Linked DNA regions of Mus musculus: all the other regions are linked to region 2. Evidence: chromatin contacts called from public HiChIP or PLAC-seq data. All regions are on one chromosome and are shown on one strand. Each heading gives the region's core, a stretch centred on a gene start, on an enhancer-like site or on the middle of the called end of the contact. The rest is flanking DNA. Distances are from core to core; before and after follow the strand shown.

The links. HiChIP or PLAC-seq counts read pairs in DNA pulled down with a chosen protein or histone mark.
Region 1: a FOXA1 HiChIP or PLAC-seq map of pancreatic cancer cells shows a contact between it and region 2. The contact joins the promoter of Zfp839 here to the promoter of Tnfaip2 in region 2. A contact is called at or near these places in 1 of 39 promoter capture datasets (erythroid cells) and 2 of 115 datasets of contacts at active chromatin or transcription factors (bone marrow-derived dendritic cells and pancreatic cancer cells).
Region 3: an H3K27ac HiChIP or PLAC-seq map of bone marrow-derived dendritic cells shows a contact between it and region 2, with 5 times the contacts expected there. The contact joins the promoter of Dync1h1 here to the promoter of Tnfaip2 in region 2. A contact is called at or near these places in 3 of 39 promoter capture datasets (fetal liver, liver and neutrophils) and 2 of 115 datasets of contacts at active chromatin or transcription factors (bone marrow-derived dendritic cells and pancreatic cancer cells).

What each region holds. Positions count from the first base shown.
Region 1 is chr12:110,848,134-110,852,863 of GRCm38.p6, forward strand. It overlaps Zfp839 (zinc finger protein 839), which reads left to right and starts at 2,146. Exons shown (of 7, transcript NM_001199785.1): 1 at 2,146-2,430. The coding sequence starts at 2,185.
Region 2 is chr12:111,439,754-111,444,662 of GRCm38.p6, forward strand. It overlaps Tnfaip2 (tumor necrosis factor, alpha-induced protein 2), which reads left to right and starts at 2,908. Exons shown (of 12, transcript NM_009396.2): 1 at 2,908-2,930.
Region 3 is chr12:110,598,726-110,603,084 of GRCm38.p6, forward strand. Dync1h1 (dynein cytoplasmic 1 heavy chain 1) reads left to right here and starts at 2,670. Exons shown (of 77, transcript NM_030238.2): 1 at 2,670-3,129. The coding sequence starts at 2,880. Gm35558 (a long non-coding RNA gene) reads right to left here. Exons shown (of 2, transcript XR_381950.4): 1 at 2,028-4,359; 2 at 1-1,639.

The DNA.
Region 1 (4,730 bases), core at 896-3,395, 590 kb before region 2:
GAAGTAAGTGGGTACGGTGACAGACACCTGTAACACCAGCACTCGGGAGGCTGAGGCTGGCAGATGTGAGCTCCAGGCCATACATGGAGCCTGTTGTTGTTCCACTGAGACAAAGACCCGTGGACAACCTTAGTGAGATGCCAGGGGAGTAACTCAGGACACTGCAGGGTGGAAACTGGCTTCAGTAATGATAAAGATGATAATCAGACCTGGGGTCAGTTCCCATCGCACGCACGCAGGCAAGCACCCACCGTGGCTTATAACCACCGCAGATGATCTGATGTTCTTGCTCACAAGTGCACACATAATACACACATAGTATATACTCAGGCACATACATACATAGTTTAAAATAAAAAGAGAATCCTTTGGTGAAATGCAATAATCAGAGCCTTCCCTGGCAGCAGGCTGTCCCCAGTCCCTCTCCTATGCGTCTCCCTCATCTCACACTGACTCGTGATTGATAGGACCCTCATCCACCCAACAGGGGCTTAATGAGGATGTGTTGACCAGTGGTCCTACTGTGCTACTCAGCGAAGAGCTGACACACAGAACCACTACAGTACAGAGAGAAGTTAGGCTGAGGCTGGGGAGCCGGATGGACAGACTGAAATGTGAGAAGGGTGGACACATGGGTGGATGGATGCATCTGCCCATCTATTTACCCACCCATCCATCTGTCTGTCCATCCATCCATCCATCCATCCATCCATCAATGCATGCATCCATCCATGCATCCCTGAGTGTATACTTTGGCTCAGAGCTTGTGTTGGGCACCCAATGGGTAATATGTCATTCCTGCCCTCGAGATGTTCACTCTAGATGCCAGGTAGCTGTGGGATGGGTCACCCCAGAAACACTTGAGGAGGCTTCAGATGGAGCACTAATGTCAAATATGCAAACATTTTGGGGCTGGAGAGATGGGTCAGTGGTTCCAAGCACTGGCTGCTCTTACAGAAGTCCAGGGTTCCATTCCCAGCAACCACATGGTGGCTCACAGCAATCCCTCTGTTCCAGGGGACTGCCAGTAACACGAGTTGTGTACATAGACCCAGGCAAAACACCCATACACATAAGACAAAACAAAAAATGAAATTAAATGCAAACTTTATAATCCTATTGTGAGGCAGGGTAAAACTGAGCGGACACACGGAAGGGAAAAGTGCTCATTACCCTGGAGTCGCGCTGAAGCCTCATGCCAGCAGGGTGTCAAGCAAGGACTCATGCATAATTGACAATTACTGAGAAGGTTGCCAACATAAAGAGAATATTCCATCTATATAGAAATGCTTAAGATAATAATGTTAAAAACTGGGCATGATGGCACACACCTTCATTTCCAGCACTCAGGGTCAGCCTGGTCTACAGAGGGAGTTCTAGGACACTCTGTGCAGGGTTACACGGAGAAACGTGTCTTGAACTCCACCCTCCCCCAAATAATAATGTTAAGACAACAATAAATTATGTATATATTACCTATTTCTTTTCTCAGGTATAAACTTGCAATTTTCTAGGAACCTCACGAGACTACACTTTATATATGTGAGGATTATAAATTATAATGTGACCTGTAGTTTTATCTGACCAGACTGCAGTCTGTGAAAGGATCCTCTAGAGTCACCCTGAGCAGCCCTCTAAACTCATTTACTGCAGAGGGGAAAAGGTTTCCTCCAGCAACCCTTGTAACCCTTTGTAACTTGAAAGCCACCAACATGTATGTCTGACTGACTGCTCAGACGTTTAAACTGACTCCCTCTCGAGAAGCCCCCTTGTAAATCTTAACTTGGTTGAACCTTTGTCCTAGAATTCATAAAGCCATGGTTCGAGCCCCTGGCACCGCATAAAACCAGAAGTAGTGAGTGGTGCGTGACTGTAACGCCAAGTTTCTCGAGCGGGGTTAGGAAGACTTTTCAATTTGAGGATTAGAGATCAGTGTAAGCCCGGGACTCGGGAACTCCGAAGACCTCCACTGAGGATCCGATCCGGGACATCAGCATGGAGCGAGTGACACTTGGGGATCGAAACATTAACAGAGCGGCGGCGGCAGCAATTTAGTACAAGCCCCGGAGCCATGGAGATGTTTTGGCCTGCCGGGCACGCGTAGGTTCCGCCCTCTACCGGGTGACGCACTTCCGCCCCGCCCCTACAGACGACACGGGTTCGAGTCCCCCCCCATAGGCCGCCATGGCAGGCGCGGAACCGGAGTCCGGGAATGTCGGCGACAGTGGCTCGACTCTTCCCGGCCGGAGCCACGGCGCCGTGCGCTTGGCTCCGCTGGACCCCGAGCAGCTGCGGCGGGTTCTGGAGCAGGTGACTCGGGCGCAGCCACCGCCCAGCACGCTGCCGGCCGCGGCGCGGCGGCTCCGGGACGGGGCCCAACAGGCCCAGCGGGGGCCGGGCGCCGAGGCCCCGCGCCTGCTGACACCGCAGGTGAGGCGCCGCGCGGGGTGGAGGGGCCGGAGCTGGCCGCTGCGGACCGCGTTCGGAGCCTGGGTCGTGTGCGCCCAGCTCTGCGCGCCCGGCCCACCTCGGGGCGTCCTGCTTCCTCCTCTGCGCTCACAGCCCTGCTCCAAGCCCCTCGGCGCCTGGCCCGCCCTACAGCAACTTGTCCTTCCTTCAGCATCTATGGGGCGCTAGAAGTATGCCAGGTTCTACACTGAGGCCAAGTGTATTCTCAACGGCCAGCGGGTAGCATAAGTCACGTCTTGGGGGTGGGGGGTGACAAGGGAGAACTTTCTCCTGATCGGTTCTGGAGCTGGAACCCAGAGCTGAGTGAATTTAGAGGAAAGCGGTGGCGGCACGCGCAGCCACTGACCCAGAACTGAGCCTGAGTGGAGAGAACTTTGCTGGAGACTTTGGCAAACTTCAGTGTCCAATACAGTAGCAAAGAAGCACAGGAAGGCGCCGCACTGCAGAACTCCCTCCCTCCCGGCGGGTTTACCCCCTAGCTCACACAGATTTGGGCTGTTTTGAGAGTAGCCATTAAAATCTGGCTTCTCCTGGGAGGGTCCAGGTAGCTCCTGAAACTGAAGGTACTCTATGTCGGTCGTAAGAAGACCTGCTGGCTTTTGCAAATGACAACACACACCTCACCTCAGGGGAGAGACCAGGAGAGAGAGCTGCCTCCACCAAAAATAGGGCAGAGAATAGAATTCTGTGGTCTCCAGTGGTTTTGAGGTAGATATTGGCTATTCAAGGCGTGCTGTCTTCCTGACAGCACTTGCTAGAAGAGTGACCCTTGGTGACTGACCCTCGTTGGGCATTGGCTTCTCTGCCTGCAGGAAGGATGGCTCACTATCTAAGGTTCCTCACTGGTAGACTGCTGCCCTAGGGAGCAAGTCTGAGACAGACGTGACACACCATTGGTGCGGCCTCCGTGAAGCTCCTGCTCGGAGCGTCTGCACGCTATCATACATTGTCAGAGAGGCACGGCTGTCAGCGGCCACATGACATGTTTTGCTTTTTGGTTTGTCTCCTTTCTGAGATTAGGTCTTGTTTCCCAGGGTGGCTGCAGACCTGACACATGGCTGAGCATGACTTTAAATCGCTAATCCTTCCTTCCCCTCCTCTAGAGGTGTGTGCGGTGCTGGGGCTGAACTGTGTGGTTCCTCTGTGGTTTAACACTCTTATCAACCGAACTACATCGCTGCCACCCCAGGGAAACCACACAAGAGAGGTTCAGTGTCTCGGCTTGCTGTACTCTAAGGCTGTGTCCTCCTTACCTTGCTAAATATGGCCACAATTTTGAATTTGATATGACAGCTTTGGAAAGAGGCAGTGATATAATTTCCACCAAAGGAGAGCAAACTTAATCAAAGTTAGCTTGATAGATTTGCTGGTGGTAGCTGGTGTGATGGGGATGGTGAAAACCAGATTCAAATAATGAAAGAATGGACCCCTTTGTGGCCTGGTGTGCAGGATAATCTTCCAGCTTAAACTGTGCCCTGATAACCCAGAGGCCAAGCAGATAAGGATTCTGCCCCCAAGGAGTCTGAGGACTAGGAGGAAGTGACACAAGACCCAGATGATAGCTGGTCAAGGACAAAAAGCTAGAGATGTAACTAACTGAATACATTCAGAAAAAGGAAACGGTCTCTGGGAGCACACAGCTAATGCTGAAAAGCTAGTGTCTGAGCTAGATTTGCCAGGCTGGGTGCCAGCTGGAAATGCAGGAGAGGAGAGGCAGCATTCCGGGGTACACTTGGGGTTCATTGATACAACCAGGATAGCAAGCTCTGGCTCACTGTGGGGACAGCAGACCAAAAGTACAAGCCAGTGACCACCTTCTGGGGTAATGTGGGTCTCTGGTCCCATCTTCACTGTTCCTGACCTATAGACACACTTCAATTCCACCAACAGCTGTGCGCGGTCCTAGCCTTCCAAGAAGCCTCGTTTCCCTTAGACAGAAGTGCCTTGTAATGCCTGACCAATTCATTGTGACCTTCAAGGCACCTGAGAGACAGTCGTCTTCTGGAACGTTCTCGAAGGCCTCTGTTGTGTCACTGTGGCAGTGTTACCTGCCTGACCTGTCTCTGGGGACTACTGTCTCCTTTCAGAATTGTCAGTGAAACATTTGAAAAGACAGGTCTGAGGCGATTGTCCCAGGAGAGGCAATCCTACAGACCTGCAGGGAGTGAGCTGATGCTTATAAATGGGTGCCAGAGGGACTTAAGAACTTCTGCTGAGCTGGACAGTGGTGGCACACGACTTTAATCCCAGCACTTGGGAAG
Region 2 (4,909 bases), core at 1,658-4,157:
GCTTGTTTTTGTTACATTTGCTGAGCTGTTCAGTATAGGGAGAAAGACCTGGATTCAGGGCTCCCTTTTTAGATTAGGACTTTCAAATTAGATTTCATTTAGATTAGATTTATTCTAGAGTAGACTTTTAGAATGGAAGAGACTCAAACACTTTTGGATAAATCAGGTCCACTCCTGGGTAAATGACACCAAGAGTTAGTCTTTCTTCCTTTACGAAGCATCACCACACTGGCACAAAGGCTGTATCCACCCACTCACTGGATCCATGGAACAGACATAGCCATGGAATGGGGTACCAGGAATGCAGGGATACAAGGGAATGGGCAGTGGTTGTGTAATGGAGACAAACAGTGTGTTTAGTTTTACAGGGGAAAAAGTTGTGTGGAGCTGGAGAGGCGGTTCAGTCGTTAAGAGCACTGGCTGAACTTGCAGAGCACCCGAATTTAGTTCCCAGAACCCGTATTGAGCAGCCTCACAACTGCCTGTAACTCCAGCTCCAGGGGATCCAACGCCCTCTTGTGGACTACCAAGCACCTGCACTCACATGCAGATACACCATGTGGGGAAAAAAAGTTCTGTGGATGGGGGTGGTTGCAGCTGTACCTCAGTGTTGGTGCACTTAGCTAGAACGCCCAAAACTGTTAAAACGGTAACTCACTATTATGCATATATTATAATTTAAAAAATAAAAAGAGAGCCTGTAGCCGGGCAGTGGTGGCGCACGCCTTTAATCCCAGCACTTGGGAGGCAGAGACAGGTGGATTTCTGAGTTCGAGGCCAGCCTGGTCTACAGAGTTAGTTCCAGGACAGCCAAGGCTACACAGAGAAACCCTGTCTTGAAAACCAAACAGAGAGAGAGAGAGAGAGAGAGAGAGAGAGAGAGAGAGAGAGAGAGAGCCTGTGATGGTGCATGCCTGTCATCCTGGCACTCAGGCTCTTGTCCAGGTGCTGGCCAGCAGAGCTTCTGTGCTGGGCTAGGAACCTTTGCCAGCCTACTCCTGGCTGCTGCACCAACTCTCAGGTGCCAGAGTCGGGGCTGGGATAGCAGTTTACCAGGTAAGCTGATCCAATGTTTCTATCCTGTGGGATCCATTTCTTGGCTGGATTGGGGCGGGGGTGTGGGGGGGACTATGAAAAATAGTTAAACTATCGCTGACCCCGAGAATCAACCGATCTTTGGCCCTCAGCTATCCAAATAGCCCTGTTTTCAAATTTCCTTTGTGTTGGGAAATTCACAGAGGACCTTTGACCCTCATCCTAAACTCTGACATGCAAGATGGGTGGCATTGGCTTCTACTGACTATGCTCTGAGCAAGCTGCTGTGGGCACCATGGGGCAAGAATGGAAGTCCAACATCTGTCCCACAGAGCCCATAGGCTCTGAACAGATGTGGGTTCTTGAAAGCCTGACTCCTCTGTCCCTCAATCCTACCTGTGGAGTTTCCCAACCATTTCCTTATCTGTTTGAAATCTGGAGCTGGATCAATAGAGCGGAGGCTGGATACTCTGGGGAGGTCATACGATGTGTCGAGAGGCCGCTAGGAGGTAGAAGGCTGGAAGTAGAAGGCCTGGGTTCTCATCCTCTTTCTATATTTGGATGGGATTGTGGGTACAGTCCTAGGGTCTTTGTCTTCCCTTGTGGAGCAGAGGCAACACCCAGCTTGGACCCTGGAGGCTCAATAGAAATATCACCCATTAGGACCTCAGGGAGAAGAGGAAGCGTGCGGTTTGAGTTTTGAGACAGGCTCTCATTGCGTAGCCCTGGCTACCTGGAACTTGCTCTGTAGACCAGGATGGCCTCAAACTCAGAGATCTGTCTGCTCTGCCTCCCAAGTGCTGAGATTGAATGTGTGCACCACTCCCGCCCGGCAGCCTTCTGTTCTTGCCTCCTACAACCTACCATGGTATAGGATGGAGGAGAGTCTTCTTAAACCTGGCACTTGGCCACTGCTCCCCAGGAGGAAGAGGAAGTTCTGGGTTTCCAGGGACAACCCCTTAACATAACCCACCCACTCAGCTGCCCTTCCCTCTTTCCTCAAAGCTCTGTGCTTAGACAGGCAGGGAAAGAAGAGAGGGCCCAAACAAAAGATGGGGAGGAGCCGAGCTCCAAGTAGAGGCAAAAAAGAAGCTGGTGTCTAGCAGGGAAATTCCTGAGTGAGCCCATCTTCCAGAGGGCAGAAATTCCCCTTTCTACACTAGCCTACAACCCCACCTTCCCCAAGGTGGGAAGACCCCCGAGAAAAGACCCCCGAGAAAAGGCCCGCAGAAGGGAGTGCTGAGGATCACCCCCAGCCCCATCCTGGAAAATCTTGTCACTGGGAGCCCTGGAGAAGGAGGCTCAGGTGAGGGCTGTCTGTCATTTCTGTGTAACCTCAGGATAATGATGAAGATGGGCCCCATCACTCAAGGCTTGGTGATGAGAGGTTTTGAGAGGTCCCACTACCAGTCGTGTGCCCAGCTGCCTTAGGACACCTCCTCCGGGAAGCTTTCCTTCCAGACTTTCAAGGACACAGGGGTGCTCAGAGCGGTAACAACACTTGGCAGAGGCGTTGAGATGGAAGAGGGCACTCCCCAGACCTAAGTAGGTGCTGACTGTGTGACGCGGGACAGAGGCTTTGTGCGTGCGCCCCTGCTAGGTAGCCAATCAGAGACCGTGGTGCGACAACAGCTCTCCGCTAAGCGGAACTCGTGGCTCCCTGTGCACGCACATCAAGACCACTCTTTCCAGGCTATTGGGAACAGCAAAGTGACCCCGCCCCTCTCTCTACCGGCCCGGCCCCGCCCCCAACACTGGACTCGCCGGGCCGAGGCGTCCGCCAGCGGATTTTCCGCGGTTGCGGTTGGTGGAGCAGGCAGAGTCTGGGCGGAGCCTGCGACTATTTTAGGAGGGCCCCTCCAGGGTCGGGACTAAGGCGTCCTGTCCTGGACACAGTAAGTGACCTCTGCCGCTGTGCCTCTGTCCCTGCCGCTCTACGTAGCTTCCCTTCCAGTCCTGACACAGAGTGTCGGACAGGATTCGCCGGGGGAATGGCCCTGAGTGGCCAAGGGGACGCGGGCGGGATATTTCGAGGTCCCTTGACCTCCAGCATACGCACTGCTAGGGACTTACAGGCGTTACTCTGAGCCCCTCACACCAGGGTCCGGAATCCCCGCGCGCAGCGAAAGTTTCTTAAGTGTTGTAGGGACTGGGACAAAAGTGAGGGAGTCTCGGGTTTACAAAAGGAAGGTCCCAGCACCCGCGGGACTCCCTGTCCGGATGATCTCTTGTGGGGCAAGAGTCAGTAAGTTAGTTGCAAGATCAGTGAGGTTCTCTGTGGTGTCTAGAATTGAGGGAGGTGACACCATCCAGCCACCAGATGCAGCCCTCCCATGTGTCTCTGAGACCCCTTCGTGCCTCTGCGGGCCCGGCTTGGTGATGCTTTAAACAGCATCTCATTACTCCTGCTGCCTTTCCCCTCTGCAGTCAGGGATACAGGGGAACTTGCTTTCTAAGGCCCACCCAGTGCCAGGCTTCTGATTTTGCCACATCCTCTGAGCAGCACTGAGAAAGGAGTGAGGGGAGGGCTCGTTCTCATTTTACAAACGGGAAAACCGAGACATACTGAGGAAGAATGTTGTTTAGCCCTAATCCTGGTGAGAAGTGTAGCTGAGCCCGCAGATGCTCCTCCCTTTTATACCAATAGCCTCTGACACTGAAGGGCAACTGGGGCCAGACATTCAGGTCAGCAGCTCCATCAGCCAGGCCAGCCCTTATGGGTGTTTGCCATGCGAGTGGGATAGGTTGGCACAGGCTTTAAAAACTGCCTGGCCCTATCTCAGGCCTCATGAGGTTAACGAGAGAGAGGGCTCTCTCTGCTCAGGGCACCTGGTGAGGATGATAAGAGCTGGGGTAGAGGAGCCCAGGCTTTCTGTCCAATCAGGGTGCTTTACCCATGCCCCAGTTATGAGATAAGCCCCTCAGGAATCTATCCCGAACCTGGGCAGTTGAGCTGGTGGAGGCGGAGATGGTGTGGGAAAGGGCCCTTAAAGTGTGTTGTGTTTGGGCAAGCACCTCCCCTCCGCAGTTTCCGGGGTTCTCCTTCGTGATGGTGGGTCTTCCCACTTGCCTTACCGGGAGCTGTTCCTGGATCACGCCAGGTCATTTTGAAGAAATGAAGCTACAGCTTGGGGTTTTTATCCTTGAAGGATGGGGCAGGGAAGCCACCTCCTGGTAATGGGTCACACCGTTTACCAGAAAGGCCCTCCTCCTGCCTGCTCCCTCCCTCCAGGCTAGCCCTGCTTCCTCGGGTGGTCTTCCTTGCTCTGACAATCCACACACACAGTCAGGGATGTGGAGGCCTGAGAAAAGCCAGTCCTTTGAGGGAGATGTTCTCTGGCCTCCAAGCTCAAGCTAGTGACCACAAGATTATTTTAAGCTAAATAACATACTTGCTGGGGAGAGATGGGATGGGATGGGCACCCGGGAAGGGAGGGGAAACAGAAGGCCTTGGGAAATTGCATCACCCCATTTGGAAACAAGCAGGGTAGGCTGCAAAGCGGGTAGTGTGGGTTCCACACTCAAGCTGCTGTGTGACTTCAGGAAGGCCTGTGCTTTGCTCACGAGTAAAAGGTTACCTGGGGTCGTTTGCCCAGGGTCTGAAGTCTGACCCCCTAATCCTAAAGCAGCGTACTACAAGGGACAGGCTCAGTTCCTCTTGTGGTCCCAGGACAACAGCTGTATCTTTGCTTGTGGTAGATTTCTGTGATCCCAAAACTAAATAAAGACCCGTGAAAGGGGGCAGAGGGAGGGGGTGCTGGTCTCAGGAGGAAAGGTGCTAGACTCTGTGACCACTGCATGGCTGTGAACTCTTAGACCTGTTCTTGCTGTCCCAAGGGGTATCATCCTGTCCTGTCTCCGCCCCCAGAGTCTG
Region 3 (4,359 bases), core at 1,420-3,919, 840 kb before region 2:
TTCGTGACCACCAGAGGGCGCAAATGGACTTTTCCTGTTCTGATGGTGCAAGGCTTCCCTGGTCTTCAACTCCAAAACCCGGATCCAGTTCAGTCCTTATGAGGCCCATTTAATGCCGAAGCAAGACAGAAAGGGGATAAGAGTCTGGAACAAGCTTCATCAAAAGTGCCCTGCAGTGAGGTGAAATGCCAGCTAGATCCTCCAGCTGTGCCTAGTAGCGCAAATGATGTCGTCTGTCTGAAAGTATGGCAAAGAAATTCCAAATCTTTACCTGTATGTGCCCTGCCGCTCGCCTTCCTCCCATTCCTGGACTGGAAGCATACATTAAGTATACATTAAGAAAGTGTTGGGTGTTCTCCAGGCCTAAGAGCAATGTCAGATGTGGGGTTGATTATGAGTGAATGCCCCAACATGAACCAGGTATGGTAGGACACGCCACAATTCTAGGGCTGGAATTACAGGCCAAGATAGGATGATTGCTCAAGTTTGAAGTCAGCATGTACTACATACATGCTGAGTACCAGGCCAATCAGGGCTACATGACAAGACCTTGAAAAACAAAAGTCCAATATGGAATTCAGAGAAGGGGTATTTGGAAACACAGCCTGGAGGTGCTGGTTTGACAGTGGTCCCACTGAGAGATTGTGTGCTCTCTAGGGCTTGAGAGAGGGGGCAGAATACAGAGAATGAGCCTGACACGGTATCTCAACAGCACGTCATATGGTATTTTAAAGAGATGTTGGGAATGCGCAAGACCTCTACACAGTGTATCACAAATTTATGACAAAGTTGTATGTACTCTAGCCGCCACCAGCATCCCTCATCAGGAAAGAAATGCTCTTCCCAGCTCCTCTCAACACTTGAAAGCAGATGCTTTCACAGACAGGAGACTAGAAAGGCCGGGTCCCCACCCAAGATTGGCTGCGTCCTATGCCACGAAGCAGAAGGGCATCTTCAGCCAAGCTCAGCTTCCTCGTTAGCCCTGTCTCAGCCTGGCCAGCCTCTAGGATGGTGCCCTTAGAAATCTCAGCAGCCTGTGTGCAGCAGGTCTGTTCTTACTATATTAAAAAACAAAAACAGAATGTTTATTGAAAAAGCACACAGGTTTGATCCACTTGTAAATCCTTGTAAACAAATCATTTCTGTCTTCTTTGGAATGATAATAATCCAAAGTCTGAGCCTGCTATCTGTCCCCTGGCGTGGAGCCAGGTTGCAGATGAGTGAGTCCTCGGATAACTGAATGACTGCATTTCCCAGGTGCTGACTCACAGTGCAGCCAGTGTGCAATCAGCCCCACACCCACTAAGTCCCTGCAGGTTTCAGAATCTCCGGTCTTTTGTCCTTGTTCCTATCTCTGCAGGATAGGCAGAGGGAAACACTAACACAGCACCTAGTGTCAGGTGGACATTCAGTATTGATCACTGCCAGTACGCCAGCAATTCCACAGTAGCAATTCACCACAGTAGCTTTGGGTCTGTCCTCTCACCTCTGCAAGATTATTTATGACACATTACACCAGGGTGGGCTGATGGAGGGAGAATGGGGATATTTATCTGTTTTCTCTCTCTCTGTCTCTCTGTCTCTCTCTCTGTCTGGCTTCTAGAAGAATCTTCGGGCCTCCATCAGCAGCCTCTGGGACCTGGCACAGGACAATTGTGCAAGGAATAAGCATATTGTAGGGCTTCCCGTATTCCAAAGATGATTTGGGAGAATCAAGTCATACCACCATCATCCCACCAATCAGGACTCAGCTTTCTAACTCGGCATTATTATATTTTTAAAGATCATTTTGGCTTAGTTCCCTCTACCCAATTGAACAGGCAAGTTATGACCTGAACTTTCAAAGGCCAGTTACTAACCCTAAGAAAGTAAGCAAAGAGATTCTGCCCTTCTTGTCCTCCGTGTATGGGAGGAGGGGTGATGGGTCAGATGCAGGGAAACTTAGGAGCAATCTGAGCCCCTGCCTCCTGCCGATCCAGATTCCCGAACCCACAGAGCGGTGGGTGCTGCAGGTATGGGGAGCTTACCGTTGTCAGTGGATTCACTCATGCGTCCTTCTCTTACATCACCCTCGCTTGGTAAATGACACTGTGTTCAGAAGCCAGGTCCCATCGTAGCTTGATGTTCCTACTATCCAGGTTTCTTTTAGCCTACCGTTAGACTGCACTGCAGTTGCTGCTCCACCCATACCTAACCTTCCCTTCCTCAGACGCCAGTTCCTCAGCTAAAATCATCTCCCTTCCACTCTCTCCCTATCCAGTTTAGCGAAGTCATTGTGGGCATGCCCCTCATCTCCTCTGAAAAAACGTCCTCATCTTCCCAATGTGTATCTAATAACGACTGGGCAGTTGGGACTCCAGACTCCATTCATTCAACGGGAGAACTCAGGTTATTAATAGCAATGTCGGGCAGAGGATGAACTCTCACTAAATGTCAATTCTCGTCAATGCATCCTTAAAACACTATTTATGAAGCCTGAGGGGCTGGCTCTGTGATATTCTCTGCCACCTGGCAATGAAGACAGACGCGGTTCCTGGACCACTTTTGCGCAGAGTAATGGGTCCCGCCCTGCCCTCCGACTACAAGTCCCAAAAGGCCACGCGGCGCCGCACATAGCCCCGCCTCCAGTCGCATGCGTAACGTCGCGACGCCGACCGCGAGCGGGCGCCGGTGGCTGCAGCCAGCGGGCGGGGCGGGGCCGGCGGGAGCGGCGGCCTTTAGGGCGGAGCCGGCTCCGCTGTCCGCAGTCGGCCGCGGGTTAGCGGGCAGAGCGTCTCCTGTCGCCGGTTCCCCTCGCTCACTGCTCTCTCGTGCCGGAGGCCGCTCCTCTCGGCTCTCGCTCTCTCTCTTTCTATCTCTCTCCCTTCCGTGGATCCGCCATGTCGGAGCCGGGCGGCGGCGAGGACGGCTCGGCCGGCCTGGAGGTGTCGGCGGTGCAGAATGTGGCGGACGTGGCGGTGCTGCAGAAGCACCTGCGTAAGCTGGTGCCGCTGCTGCTGGAGGACGGCGGCGACGCGCCGGCTGCGCTGGAGGCGGCGCTGGAGGAGAAGAGCGCCCTGGAGCAGATGCGCAAGTTCCTGTCAGACCCGCAGGTCCACACGGTCCTGGTGGAGCGCTCCACCCTCAAAGGTGCGCGGCGCCCCCTCCCCGGTCGCGTGGAGCAGCTAGGGTGCCCGGACCGCCAGCGCCCGCACAGTGGGGTCGCTTTGTCTCCGCGGCTTCTCAAGATGGCCGAGTTGGGTGGAGACAGCGTCTCCCGGTCCCGGCTGGGCACAGGGCCGCATCCCTGCCTCCAGAGTCACATGAGCTTTTTTGGTTTCGATTCGTATCCAAGCTTAGCTCGCTTTGGGAAGAGTGTGTCTAGGACAGCCTAGGTGCTGGCCCTTGGGTGGGCTCGGGGACCGGTGGGTTGGCGGGAGCCGGAGTGGGCAGGCCCTGGTCACCCAGCATCTCTGCTGTCTGCGGCTGCCTACGCGTAGGCCTCCATTGGCCTCGCAGCATCATTGTTGAGTGGGTGTATCTCCCAGTTTTACAAACCAGGAAACTGAGTCCCGTGGCTGGTCCAAGGTCACCAGCTAAAATACAGGACCTTGAGATTAGACTCAGCATATCAGTTTCCAGTCCAAATTGCTTGTTTTGCTGATCATGGCTTGAAATTGTTGCTTAGATGACCCTAATGACAGCTCTGTGACATTTAAGTCTGATTTCAAAGACTTAAGAACTGTTGCTTACCTAGTTGGGGAAGGAGGCAAAGAAGCTGACATGTTCCCGTTGTGTCCTCCAGCAGAGACTCTCACAACATCCCTAGATTGATCTGGAATAGGGGGCTTGCTTGCAGGACTCCTTCCTTCTTGAGGCTTTAAAACCACTTTGTAGCATCTGGGGAACTTGTATGACATGCTGGCGAATGGGTGTGGCATTTCCCTAGGAACCCAGATGTGCTGTTTAAAAGTAAAATAGCCCTTAGGGATTGAAGATGGACTGAGAATATTTGCTAGCAAGTTCCCTAGAGTTCCAAAGGCTGTGTGGTTCCGTTAGAAAACCAGAGTGGCTGTCCTTTCGATAGTTTGTATCGCTTTAAGGCTATTCTTAATTACAAAATGTTCACACAGCCTTGGTTTGGGCCTGCAGTTAGAAGATAGCAGAATATTTTTCTTCAATCTACACACAATGTCTAAAGCATTAGGATGCTATTAGTGCCTGGCTAGTGTTAGTGTGACTGAAGATGGTTTCCTTTACATTGGAGTTTGTATTTATTCCTGCGTGGAAATCTATTTTTGTCCAAAAGACCATGTAACTGTAGAAAATTTGAAACATATCTGAAATGAAAGTCATCTGGAACCCTGCCCCAGCAGGGCC